Linked DNA regions of Zea mays: region 1 is linked to region 2. A link is a contact called in public Hi-C data. All regions are on one chromosome and are shown on one strand. Each heading gives the region's core, a stretch centred on a gene start, on an enhancer-like site or on the middle of the called end of the contact. The rest is flanking DNA. Distances are from core to core; before and after follow the strand shown. Region 1 holds the start of LOC109944834 (transcription initiation factor TFIID subunit 8). Region 2 holds the start of LOC100275572.

What was found. Hi-C and Micro-C count contacts between places; a contact is called where the count stands out from the background.
Region 1: a contact with region 2 is called in a Hi-C map of ear, with 2.2 times the contacts expected there. The contact joins the promoter of LOC109944834 here to the promoter of LOC100275572 in region 2. A contact is called at or near these places in 5 of 25 Hi-C or Micro-C datasets (bundle sheath, ear, endosperm and 2 more).

Annotation. Positions count from the first base shown.
Region 1 is chr3:127,072,022-127,078,605 of Zm-B73-REFERENCE-NAM-5.0, forward strand. It overlaps LOC109944834 (transcription initiation factor TFIID subunit 8), which reads left to right and starts at 4,208. Exons shown (of 2, transcript XM_020550301.2): 1 at 4,208-5,829. The coding sequence starts at 4,673. The coding sequence ends at 5,746.
Region 2 is chr3:126,942,262-126,948,688 of Zm-B73-REFERENCE-NAM-5.0, forward strand. It overlaps LOC100275572, which reads right to left and starts at 4,130. Exons shown (of 5, transcript NM_001149623.3): 1 at 3,754-4,130; 2 at 2,581-3,450; 3 at 1,682-1,888; 4 at 1,461-1,597; 5 at 527-1,379. The coding sequence starts at 3,373. The coding sequence ends at 630.

The sequences.
Region 1 (6,584 bases), core at 2,958-5,457, 130 kb after region 2:
CTGAACATATTATTCATAGATTCAGCATTCCCTAGACTTTGACTACAGATCAAGCGGCTTCTTTTATGTCAAAGGAGGTACGTGAGTTTGCTGAATTATACAGAATTAAATTGCTCAATTCATCTTCGTATTATGCTCAGGCCAATGGACAGGTCGAGTCTAGTAACAGAACATTGATTAACTTGATAAAAAAGAAGATATCTGGTAATCCTGAGCATTGGCATAAGATTTTGTCCGAAGCTTTGTGGGCTCACAGAATATCTAAACACTGTGCTACTAAAGTTTCTCCATTTGAGCTTGTCTATGGGCAGGAAGCAGTTTTACCCATGGAGATAAGTTTAAATGCAGTCAGGATCGCCAGGAAAAATGACTTAACTGTCGGTGATTATTATAATATGATGATGGACAATATTGATGAGGTGACTGATAAAAGAGTGGCAGCCATAGGAGAAATAGCAAAGGACAAGATCATGGTAGCCAAGGCCTATAACAAGAAGGTCAAAGCTAAATCATTTCAGGTAGGGGACCTAGTATGGAAGACCATCTTGCCTCTAAGAAACAAAAACCGAAAGTTTGGGAAGTGGTTGCCAAGCTAGGAGGGTCCATACAAAGTAACACAGGTAATATCTGGTAATGCCTATTTATTGCAAACATTACAAGGCAAAGATTTGCCCAAAGCTTTGAATGAGCGTTTCCTCAAGTAGTACCATCCTAGTATGTGGCAAGATGCTTAAGAAAACCGATGAGATCACATCGAGTTAGTTGCTTTTGGTTCGCTCAGCTCCAACAAAAGACAGGGGCATATGTTGAGCACCAAAATGAGCGGTCGGACGGTCCGCACCGGTGGTCCGGACGGTCCGTGCGCGCGCAGGGCCAATTAGGGTTCTGAGTTTCTTGCTAAGGTTGTTGGCTAGATTCGCGGAATTAGCTTGGGAATTTTGTTTGTAATGGGTTCAGCCCCCCTCCTCTATAAATACAGAGGAATACGACCGATTTGAAACATCAATCGAACCTACAATCAATACAATTCACATTTTATCTTAGGAGTAGTTCTAGTCTAGTTTTAGTTTAGTCTTCCGATCCCCAAATTCTCCGCTTCTGTTTGACTCTACGTCGATTAGAGGAGTCTAGGTCGGCCTGCCGAGCCTAGACAACACCTAGGATCTCTCCTCCCCGACGGGGTCCCTCCCGATAGTGAGATCCAGGCGCCGCCGGCGACCTTCGCCGCCCCTGCGCACACGCGGACCGTCCGACCCATCAAGCAGGAAACCCTAGCCCTGTTCCAGGTCGTGGACCGTCCGGCCCCTGGCCTCGGACCGTCCGCGCCTGTGCAGAGAGCACCGCCGCGCGGTTCTCACGCAGTGATTGACGCCCAAAAAGACACCAACATGATCATCACAATGCATAGCCGGTTGGATAGAGCATCTTATGTGATCATGTATGTAAGCCTAGTGGTAGTAAAATCTTTATCGTGATCATGTCACAACTCACAAGCACTAGTATAATACGTGTGCGTTGCAAACACACAACCACACGATGGTCCAATAAGATAGTATGATGAACTATCTTCATAAAAATATCCGTCATAGATAAATTTAATATCAAAGTGAATATATGTTTATTATACCAGATATTAAATTGATAACATCAAATATTACACTTTATCTTAGCCAAAAGATCGATAATGATATGAGTTAAAAAGGACTCCAACCCTTTTTTTATAGCTTGCTCGATCGCTAGTTCTCCTTCAGTTAGCAGGACAGTACTGTGTGTGAACGTTGTGTTGCGTGCGACTTACTATCGTGTTGGGTTTGGTGGTTTCTCACGGTCCATATTTAGAGTAATGACCCACTCATATGCAAGAAGTGGGGGAAAGGACATGCTCGTATTAGGCTTCGTGTTTTTTCACGGCCTATATGTATGGGACAATGGGTCTATTGGTAGACGAGAAGTGATGAAAAAAATCTACATATTGGGATGGCATCGGGTTTAAAACTCGTGGGTAAAGGTTTACAAACCCGCACATATACCCGTTACCTACGACGACGGGTACCACAAACACGTGGTATACCCACGAGCACATAATCACACACACACACACACAAACACACACACACACATGCTAGCTCTATTTGTCACTAGGGTGAAGCTTCACCCGGACCAGTTCCACCCGTCGCGCGCTCCCAACTAGGTCATCCACCCCACACAAGCTCCACCTTCCTAGAGGGCGCCTTTTTTCCTTTTTATCACTTCATCAGTTGTTCAGATTTATCACTAATAACCGAACACTTCGTCGATAATAACCCGACACTTCGTCGGTAATAACTACACGCTTCGTCGGTAATAACCCAACGTTTCATCGGTAATAGCCGAGCGTTTCGTTGGTAATAACCCAACGCTTCACCGGTAATAACCGATCGTTTCGTCGGTAATAACTTAACGTTTCATCGGTTATAACCGAACATTTCTTCACTGATGAAAATATTATTGACTGATGACTGCAATATTATTGACTGATGACTGTAATATTACCGACTGTATCTATTACTGAGCGACTGCTGCTGTCAAATTACTTACTGATGACTGCAATATTACTGACTGCATCTATTATTGAGCGATGACTGCAGTAAAATTACTGATGATGACTGCAATATTACTGACTCCATCTATTTTTGAGCGATGACTGCAGTAAAATTACTGTCCGCATCTATTACTGAGCGATTGCTGCTGTAAAATTACGTACTAATGACTATAATATTATTAATTGCATCTATTACTCAGCGATAACATAAAAAAAGAAAAAAGTCTAGCCATGCATGCGAGAATTTTGTGTTGCGTGCCGAAAAAGGAAAAAGTAAAAAAATACTAACCATGCATGCACCTATGCATTGGAGCATTGCAGGAATGCCAAAAAAGGAAAAAGCGAGCGCTGCCCCCGCATGGAGGCAATAAGACGCGACGCGTGTGGGGACTGATACAATATTTTTATATCTGTGAGAAAAAAACTCATCAGATTGAGAATCAAACCCGCAGCCATACATGTGGATACATACTCAAACCCACACTCTATAGGTGTTTTACCCATGGGTACAGGGTAAAATGTATCCGTTGCCATCCATATCTACATACCATGTGTGACTGTTGGGGCGAAGGCTCAACGCCCCCTCGCTCGGGAAACCACAACGACAAAGGGTCAAGGACTGGAGGGCACGGAGGCCTCAAGAGCGACCGCACTTCGAAGAACACGAAGAGTTCGGGCGAAGACTCGGGCACCCCCTCCACCAGAGTGAAGACCATCCTCCACCAGAGCGAAGACCATCGAGAGTTCCGTCGACAACGGATCTAGACTGCGAAGACCATGCGGTGTGATCTACCACCAATTGTAATAGGGGGGCCCATGTGTAGTCGGCCCACGCCGTGAGATCTAGCTCGTAGGCCGCTATACGGGTAGGGTTGTTAGCGGATTTTGTAATTAATTACGCTGTAATTACCCACTTTAACCCAAAGGGGAATATTCCGAGGATAACGTAGGTAACCGAGGGTACGATTGTCTTTGACGGGGTAGGACCGACCCTCGGTTATCTATAAATACCCCTACACCGCACCATTGCGGGGGACGGAGAAAAACACTATAATCCTAATACTTTATGTTAAACGGTATCAAACTATTTCCTATTCTTCCACTGTTCGGCTGACTGCCGGTTAGTGAGTTCCAACAGTGACACAGAATCCACGATGAAACTTCTGTAAGGAGCAGAGAGAAGGCCCTGTTTGGGAACAAAGTTTTTGAAAACCACAGTTTTTGAAATACTATACTATACTTTAGTTATGACAATACCGTAGTTTATAATACCGCAGTTTTGAAAACTGAGGTCCAGAGCTAAGTTTAGAATGCCTTAAAACAACTATAGTATTTGCAATACTTCAGTTTTGAAAACAGAGATTTTACCCAGCTTGCCAAACACCATTATGTATATAATACTGCAGTATTTGAGAATACTGCAGTATTCTTCCAAAACTGCAGAAAAACTTTGTTCCCAAACACCCCCGAAGTGTCCGCTTGCTATGTGTTGGGCTGGTCTGGTCCTGGCCCAAAAGTGCTGGATGTGTAAAGCGCTTTCCTCGTTGGAAAGCGTCTACCCGGCGAGAGGCGGGTCCAGTCGGCGACTAGCCACGTGTACGGTGTGCCCTCCTTGCTCCGCCAGTCCGCCTGGAGCACGCGCGAATACATCCAGCCCACCCCCTGCCGCCTCCTCCTCTATAAGACGAGACCTGCGCACCGGCACCGCCATCTCCGTCTCCCTGTCTCACCGGTGCCGCTTCCCCTCACCCGCTCGATTTACTGCCCAATCCGGCCCGCTTCGCCCCGCCACGAATTTTAATCAACCGTTTGGAGCTTGAATTTGAATTCCAGCTCGAATCACCCACCCGGCCAGCTGGGAGCGAGAGCGTTCCAGCTCGAATCACCCAGCCCGCCAGCCGGGAGCGAGAGCGAGCTGGGTGAGCTCGATTCGATGCGTTGCTGAGCGTGGCTCAACCGATTCAGGTCGGGCGGTGGCGCAGTCAGAGGGATCTGAACCCTAGCGCCGTCCGGATCTGTGACCCGCGCTGCTCGGCGCGTCGGCGGCATGAGTGCCTGGAAAACGTGGCGAGGAGGAGAAGCGGCGGGGATATGAGCGGAGCCAGCGGCAGCGGGGACGACTTCGGGCGGGCGGTGGCGCGTGCCGCAGTGGCGCAGGCGCTGGAGGCCGCGGGGTTCGACTGCGCGCACCGCTCCGCGGTGGACGCGGTCGTCGACATCCTCCTGCGCTACATCACGCACCTGGGTCGGTCCGCCGCCTTCCATGCCAACCTCGCCGGACGCGCGCTCGCCAACGAGCTTGACGTCATCCAGGCGCTCGAGGAGGTCGGCGCCGACACGGACGGCTTCGCCGGCGCGGCGGCCACGGGCCACTGCCTCGTCAGCTCCGGCGTCGTCAGGGACCTTATGGCGTTCGTTGACTCCAAGGACGAGGTGCCGTTCGCGCGTCCGCTGCCTAGGTTCCCCGTCCAGCGCGTGCAGCCGCAGCCCACTGCCAGCTTGGCGGTGGCGGGGCGGGAGACTGGGATGAGGCACGTGCCGGAGTGGTTGCCCGTGTTCCCGGATCCGCACACGTATGTGAGTACGGAGGTGTGGGTTGAGCCACCGGCGACCAAGGACAGGGTTGACAAGGTGGAGCAGGTGCGGCAACGGAGGAAGGCTGAGAAGTCCCTGCTCAGCTTGCAGCAAAGGCTGGCTATGGCAGGTGCGGATGGGTTTCGTCCAGTAGCTGCTGTGGCGCAGGATAACGCAGAGAAGGGGAAGGAGATACAGGCAGCTGGGACAAAGAGAAACCCATTTCTTGAGCCAGCATTGCCGCCTGGAGAGAAGTATGTATCTGAGGTTGATATGCCTCCTGAAAAGAAGAAACCCTCTGTCCTTGAGGCATTTGCGCCAGCTATCCAAGCTAGAACCATCAAAGAGTTCGATGCTGGGGCAGGGTTGGATCAAAATCAAAGGAACATCGTTCCAAAGGAGAGGGCTCGGGTGCATCTTAAGATTGGATTTGGAAAGAAGCCATTTGCTGCAGCTCTGAACTCAAGAGCCCTGGACCTGAGGGAAGATCCTTCATTCCTGAAAGAGGAAGCAAAGGATGACAAGAAGCGGAGAGCAGGCATGATATTAAGGGCATCGATGGAGAACCCACAAGAACTTCCTCAGCTCTAAAGTTATCTATAGAGGAAGTGCGGTACCCAGAGTGGAGTTGCATCATGGTGTAATTGTGGAACTTCAGCTTCCTGAATCTAGAGGTACGTTGTAAACATTCATCTTGTGGTAACTCAATGGCCCTGGATATCAATTGCTATAGAGGCCCATGCGAACGAAAACCATTTAGTTGACAATCCTTTGGTTCTATGCAAGGTTATTAAAACGACAAAATGTTTAAACACTCATGGGTGAAGTTTTGACTTTTAAACGTTTAAACGAAGTTTAAATGTAGTTTTAAACAACATACAAAAATATCAATAGATTATAATTTTAGACAATAACATGAAGTTAAATACCAAAACAGAGAGGCTAGAGGCTTACAAAAGCAGAGGTAGAAAGGTTGAGAGGAGTCGACTGCTGAGTGCTGGCCACTGGTTGCTAGTAAACAAATACGTGGAGGGAGAGGGCAGCATGGAGGGAGAGGAGCGGTACGGATGGCGCCGACTGCGACACACGGTGCTGAGAAGCGACTGCACACGCTGTGGAAGGAGAGGGCGCACTCGGCGCAGAGGGAGGGAGAGTCGGTACGCGCGGACAACAGCAACATCACCTTCAGGCGGCGGCGACAGAGAGCAGAGTGGTGTGCTGCTAGCCATCGGGCTTCAGGGCAGAGGAGTAGGGCAAGCATGTGGAGACTGGACCGAACTGGACCCAAAACTAGCTAATGGTCTAAAACGCATGAAACACTGAGTTTTACAGTTTAGTACGCCAAAACGTGGATTTAAACGTTGTAAAACGTCGTTTTGGACCATATTCTTTAATGTTTCAGAGTTCCAACCTCTAATTAGTGTTTTGA
Region 2 (6,427 bases), core at 2,880-5,379:
GCGGGTCGTCCTGTGTCGTGCCAGCCCATAGGACCCGACCGAGGCTCAGGAACAGCCCGCTAGGTTAATAACTGTGTCGGGCCAGCCCATGACCCGACGGGCCTAACGGACCCGACGGGCCTAACGGGACCATAACAGTATATGACGTTTAAATGATAAAAATATCCTAAAAAGATGTATATTTGATGGTTTAAACCATATTTATTAGCTCTAAATATTTATTTGCACTCATATAACCAACAAAAAAACACATGTTTCTTGTGTTTTATACTCTATATTCAAGTATAATATATATATTTATATGAAAAAATAGAAAATAAATAAAACCGGACTGTGTCGGGTCTAGCTCGTCGCGCCACGCCTTTAGCCCAGGCATGGCCCTGTGACCGGGCCGGGCCGGCACGGGTTACAACGTGCCATTCCGGTTTCGAGCCGCCCAGCAAGCCCGGCCGTTTGGACATGTATAGGTCCAATGTGCATTTTGTAGGCCTGGAAGGAACTGAAACACGCATCGGGAAAAAAACATCGCGAGAAAAGAAGCCGCAAAACAATTAATAATTTTCCTTTCTCAATAATAATTCGACACTACATGCTATATCTCAAAAATAAATGGTGTATAGTGAAGTGGCCTATTGATCCACAGAAAACAGAAGTTTTTGAGCGTTAACAAGTACAGGGGAACCTTGTTTAGTTCTCTCTACAATCTGCTGAATCAGCACTTTACAGTCGTCGTCTTCGTCGTCCGACTCATCTCTATCGCTCTCTTGATCCCTGTTAGGATCTGTGCTCTTTAGAACTCTCTCCCAAGTGGGTACTTCTTTCAGCTTCGTAGAGCTGTCCTCCATTCCCCAGATTAAACCACGGTCTACCAGGTAATCTTCGGTTGCCTGTGCCTTCCCATTTGTACTTGTAGTGCAAGGGGAGTCCGCAATTCTCATGAATTCTTCGTAAGCTTCGTCATAAGCTTCAAGCGCGTCTCCAGATAGGTTTAGACAATATGGTTCTGCCAAGGAGCTAATTTCTTGTATGAAAATGGGACTTCCTCGTCCTGAAGAACCTGATTCACTGTTTGAGCATATCGGTTCAGAGAATATTTCATCAGTCACCATCATCTGTAGTTGCGCCTGCTTCTGTCTGTGGGCAATTGATGATTCAAGCTCCTTGACTCGGTCTTCAAGCCTACGTTGGATCACCTTGTGGAGACGAATGCTGAGATCTCTAGGTGAGACGGGATAGTTTGCTCCACATGTGTAGTCTGGGGAACTTTCCCTGCTGTCCCTGCCATAGTCACATTCACTGCTGTAATCTGTGACGTCCCGGGGGACCATATCAGCTTTCAGTTCCCCACAAACAATGTCACCAATGAACTCCTTGTCAGCCTACGCATGCAGAATTTCAGTAAATAGAAATTTAGGCTACATACAGATCTATGTGGAATATTTTTTGTGAAAGATAGTTACCTCATTGAAGTCAGATGTTTCTTCTTCCAAACGTTTCGAAGTGATATTCAGTTCCAGTCTTGCAAGCTCAGCTTCAAGCTCCGCTTCAATTTTGCTCATTGCCTCTGAATCAACTACTTGTGGTTTGCTATTATCATCTATTATCAGCAAATAAGATACATAAGATTTTGGTTTGAATAAGTTAAAAATGTTGTGAGAAATTCAAACAAATGTTACTTTACCATCATGTTCGCTAGAAGTTTCATTAGGCAATTCCTTCACAGTTAAACCCTCTTTCATCTCCAGTTCATCTTGTAAATCCTGAACTAAGTTTTCCATTCGTTTTAGTGTGCCCTTCAGCGTATCAAATTCCTTCTTGTTTGACAGAGAAGACCATAGAATACCAATGCTCACCCCAGTAGAGAATAGGAGGAATCGATCATGTAAACCTGCAGATCAAATATGCATATTTAGGACGTGCCAAATGCGTCAAAGGGGAGAGAAAAATCAAAATGGCATGAAATCATTGAAGCGTGCCATTCATACAGAGAAGTCACCCTTCAATATAACCTTACCGGTTGGGTTTTACTACAAGTAAAGTCGTTAGCAGCACAGTAAAAGAGGTAACTGGGACACATGAGTGTCCACAAAACCTCATGTGCACTATAAGCAGGGGCGGACTCACCACCCAGGCACCGCAGGCGGTGGCCTGGGCTGGCTCGCCGGCTGCAATGGAGGGCAAGGCGCGAGCACAGTGCACGGAAGCAAGCAGCACGTGGCACGAGCACAGGCGTGGGGATCACACCGTATTCTCGCCTAGGCTGTCATCAGTTCCTGGGTCCGCCACTGACTATAAGGCAACAGATTGTATCTTTACTACATAGTTGTTCTATGAAATTAGACCAAAACAGAACTGTACTACCAATGTTGCAAAAGGAAAGCATGTGCAAAAATCACCTTGTAGAAATACGAATGAAAATGAAGGTGTCGAAATGCCCAAGGAATGCAGTATTTGACTCACTTCCATTTAATGCATAGTCTATGATAGGGAGAACATTTTGGAAGCTAATTATTCCAAGCATGGGATTCCTCGGCTATAATCATGTAGCAAACGTTGAGGAATGATGTTGAAAGTAAGTACCTGCTTGTTCATGTGAGCTGCTACTTCGCTGAGAACCAGACAGACCAAGCCTTCCATCATGTGAATTTCTGCACTCATGTTTGAGTTTCTTCAACTCAGGTAGAGGAACAATTCCAATCAGACCTCCTAGCATCGCTGAGGTGCCTCTACATTCCTCCTTGTCTATTCCGATATTAAAGGGCAGAGGTACTGGCTCATAGCGTGATTTACTAATTATCCTTGTACCATCTGTCACAATGAATGGCCTAGCAGAAGCTGGGGAAGGAGCTGGAGCAAATGTGCATTCTTCGATTTCAAAGTTCTCACTGTAAAGCTGTGGGACGTAGGAGTTGTCCATTGGCACAAGTGGCTTCATCAAATTCGAACGAGATCTTCTGCTCCTAACAGCTCCACAACCTCTTCCAGGCCCAGAACCAAGACCAGGACTCCTTGGTGAGATTCCAACAGCATGACCCTCTCGAAGGACATCGACCCGATTCTTGCCCTTACCGCTCGCAAGCACACTTTCCCCATGGTTCTGTGAGCCGTTTCTTCTAAAAATCCATGGTTGTAAACTTAGAAGGGATCCAGGATCCCTCACATATTCGCCTGGGCTCAATGAATCAGTGCTGTGGTTGCTGCTAGTAGAAGCAACTGCCCTGCCACCAAATGCAGAGCGAGCGGAGTTTCTTGGAGTATTGCAAGGCACATTGTCCTCGTCGAGACCTAAGTCCCCAGCAAACTGATTAAGAATCATCCTGTGAAACACATTGTTCCCCACTTCCCCGTTCTTGGCGTTGCCCTGCTTATCCATCAGGAGAAATCGAGACTGGCACTAATTCTTCAACAGCACCACAGAAGTCTCTTCATGTCCACAATTACTCAGGCAATCTACATAAACAAAACCTGGTTAGAGCATCAGACCAAGCACAAAGCTTCAACTCATCAACATTAAAGATAAGCATATAGCATATGTAGACCTGCCTGATGATTTAATACTGGTTCAGCCATTCATTGAACCACAAAATTTCAGGGAAAACAATAAACCGCACCCCACGCTTTGGCAACGAGCATCGGTGCTGAAAATCTGGGCGGAAAGCGAGAAAGACTCGGACTCTCTGCTCGCGGCCGCAGCCCATCAGGACAGAACTACCAAGAACCATCTATACAAGCAAGCAACCTAGGATTACTCACCAGGAAAACAAGAAATGGAACCGCCACCTTCGGATGGATCACCCCTCCTCTCCACCAGGCCGAGGGAGCGGCGGCGGTGGCCGCGGCCGTGGATCCGGCTGGAAGTGGCCGCGAAACCTTCAGAAAAAACAACCCGCTGCCCCTTTATCTCACCCACCAGAAGGGCAGAGAAGGATAAGGCGCCACGAAATGCCGGCGTCGCGAACGGAGGAAGCGAGGCGGCGCGAGCTGGGGCTAGACCGCTAGAGCAGGTGGGGAGCATCCATCAGAATCAGACCATCACAGAGAAGGCATTTGGGGGGGTCGGATTTGGGCGCTTGGGTTTGGTCCGGAGGGGGCAGGGCAGGCAGGAAGAACATCCCGAGGAGCCAAACCACCAAGCACAGGAGTATACAGTACAGGACCACGACAGCACGGGAAAAAAAGATAAGAAATTTATGCAAGAAATTGCTGGAGCAGAACATAGTTAGTTCTTGAGCCACGTATAAATGCGGTAAAGAGTTTACTGCTGGTAGGGAAAAGAAATTCATGACGCGACACGAACAAACGGTCAGAGAGAAACCTTCATTCGCAAAAGCAACGGATTTGTTGGCGTGTATGAAAACGCCGCACAAACAAACTAGTACATTGGCATCGACGGCTTGGCGCATGTATCTATTTACTTACTTATTTATTGAGATATATCGTTCTTTCCATATACCTAGACACAAATTCCATTCAGAATATAAGTAAACTCTGTTCACCTAGAAATTTCAGAATGGCATGTAGTAATTAAGAATTGAAGGAGTGCATGTCGACGCCGTCTCTCGTCTCTCGTCATTAACTTGTTGCTAATTTACCTCTCTCTCTGGACGTTAATTACTACTGCTATTTTATGGTCATTGAGAGTTGTCCTGGTGAGTTGTATATGAACCATTGCATTTCCTTGTAGTAATGGGCGGTTCCTTGTGTACAGTGTCCAAGGACTGCAACTCCTTTGTTTTCCTGGGAACAGGCAAAAGAGACGAGACGCTTAGCCTTTACATCATCCCCAAAGTGAAAAGATAATCTTCTTCCATCCCAGCCGTCAATGGGTCCTTCCAGCTCTTGCTGCCAGGAATGGACGCAGGCCCACCATCGCCTGCATGCACTGAACTGGAACGTTCAAGTATTTTCTTTATTATCCAATTGCATGGTATGAATGTCAGAATGTACTCAGTCTTTATAATAAGGTCAACTCTTTTTTCAGAAAAATTATAATAATATCAATAAAAATGTTGTATCTAAGTGTAACGGTACATGTAAGGGGGTGTTTGGTTACCCCAAACTAAAATTTAGCCCCTGTTCCATCGAATGTTTGAACCTTCGTTCCGGGTATTAAATGTAGTCGGATTATAAAACTAATTTGTCAGCCGAAGATTAAAAGACGAGACGAATCTAGTCCAGTTGGTTGGGTATATATTTCATATTTCTATTTAAAAGTCAAACGCTTGATGTGATCTAGACTAAACTTTAGCAGGAGCAACCAAACACCCCCTAAGGTTGTGCTCAGCAGATAATACATATAATCATATAAAACATTGTTTTGTATCGTAGAGTGCGCGTTTAGAAAGCGATTTTTAAAATAGAGTGTGTAAGAAAGGGTGTGAGGTTGCTGGAGAGTGGAGATAGCCGAAGCGCTTTCAAAGAAAAAAAAGATAAAAAGACTCAGATTTGCAGAGAGCTAGCTAAAGAATACTCTGTGAGGAGATGTCTGACGGGTCCATGTCATTTTGGTTTAGTTTTTTTTTCCCGCGTTCTTGGACATTTTCTTACGTGGAGTCTTCCATCTCCTCGTAAAACAAGATTGGGTAAGGCTTTTCGTTTGGCCCACACATACATACGCTTTGTTGGACGTCACACATCCAGCGAACGCTAGCAGGTTCAGAGATGATGTTCAAAAACGGAGGTTTGGCAAAGACCACACAACAGCCCAGATTCTGAGACCAGTTTTCTGCAACTCTCCTCCTCCTTGTTTTTTTAGTGAACAGCAGAGAAAAGATTCTGCTAGGAGGATTTATACTTACAGCTAACAAATTCCACGGTTTTGTTCTGTCACGAGTCTTGGCTAAATAAGAGCAAGTATGTATAGTAACTCGTATTAACGGCGAACAGCTCCACAAGCAAGATGAGGTGAAGGATACTGGATACGAGCAAGGTAGGAGAAGGCTGCTTGTCGCTCTAGGTTCAGCACCAGCTTGACACGGCTGCCTATGCAGGTGTCTTTCACAGCTGAAGGCACAACTGATACACTGGGCATGTCATTTCATACCTGTGGACGTGTCCATAGAAGGCGAGATCGACCTTGTACTTCTGCCAGAGCTCCTGTGCATTGAAGAAGACATGTAGCCATTCGCGTAGCGAATGTCCCCATTCCCCAATGTGGACCTGATGATCGGTAAGTAGTATTTAGTGAACCTGGCTGGAAGTTGTTGAACTCATTCGAACTGTCTGCATATGCCTGTAAAAAAAGATGTCAGGAGATTGAGTGCATTGAAAATGAAAATAACGATTTGTTACTTGACTGAAATTAGAATAGACATGTACCTTTCCCATGTCTCCAAATATGATAGCTCGTTACAAAGAACCTTCTACAGATGTCTGATGCTAGACGCAAGGACGCAGACGTGTTCGCAGGAGCAGCACCCTCATCATG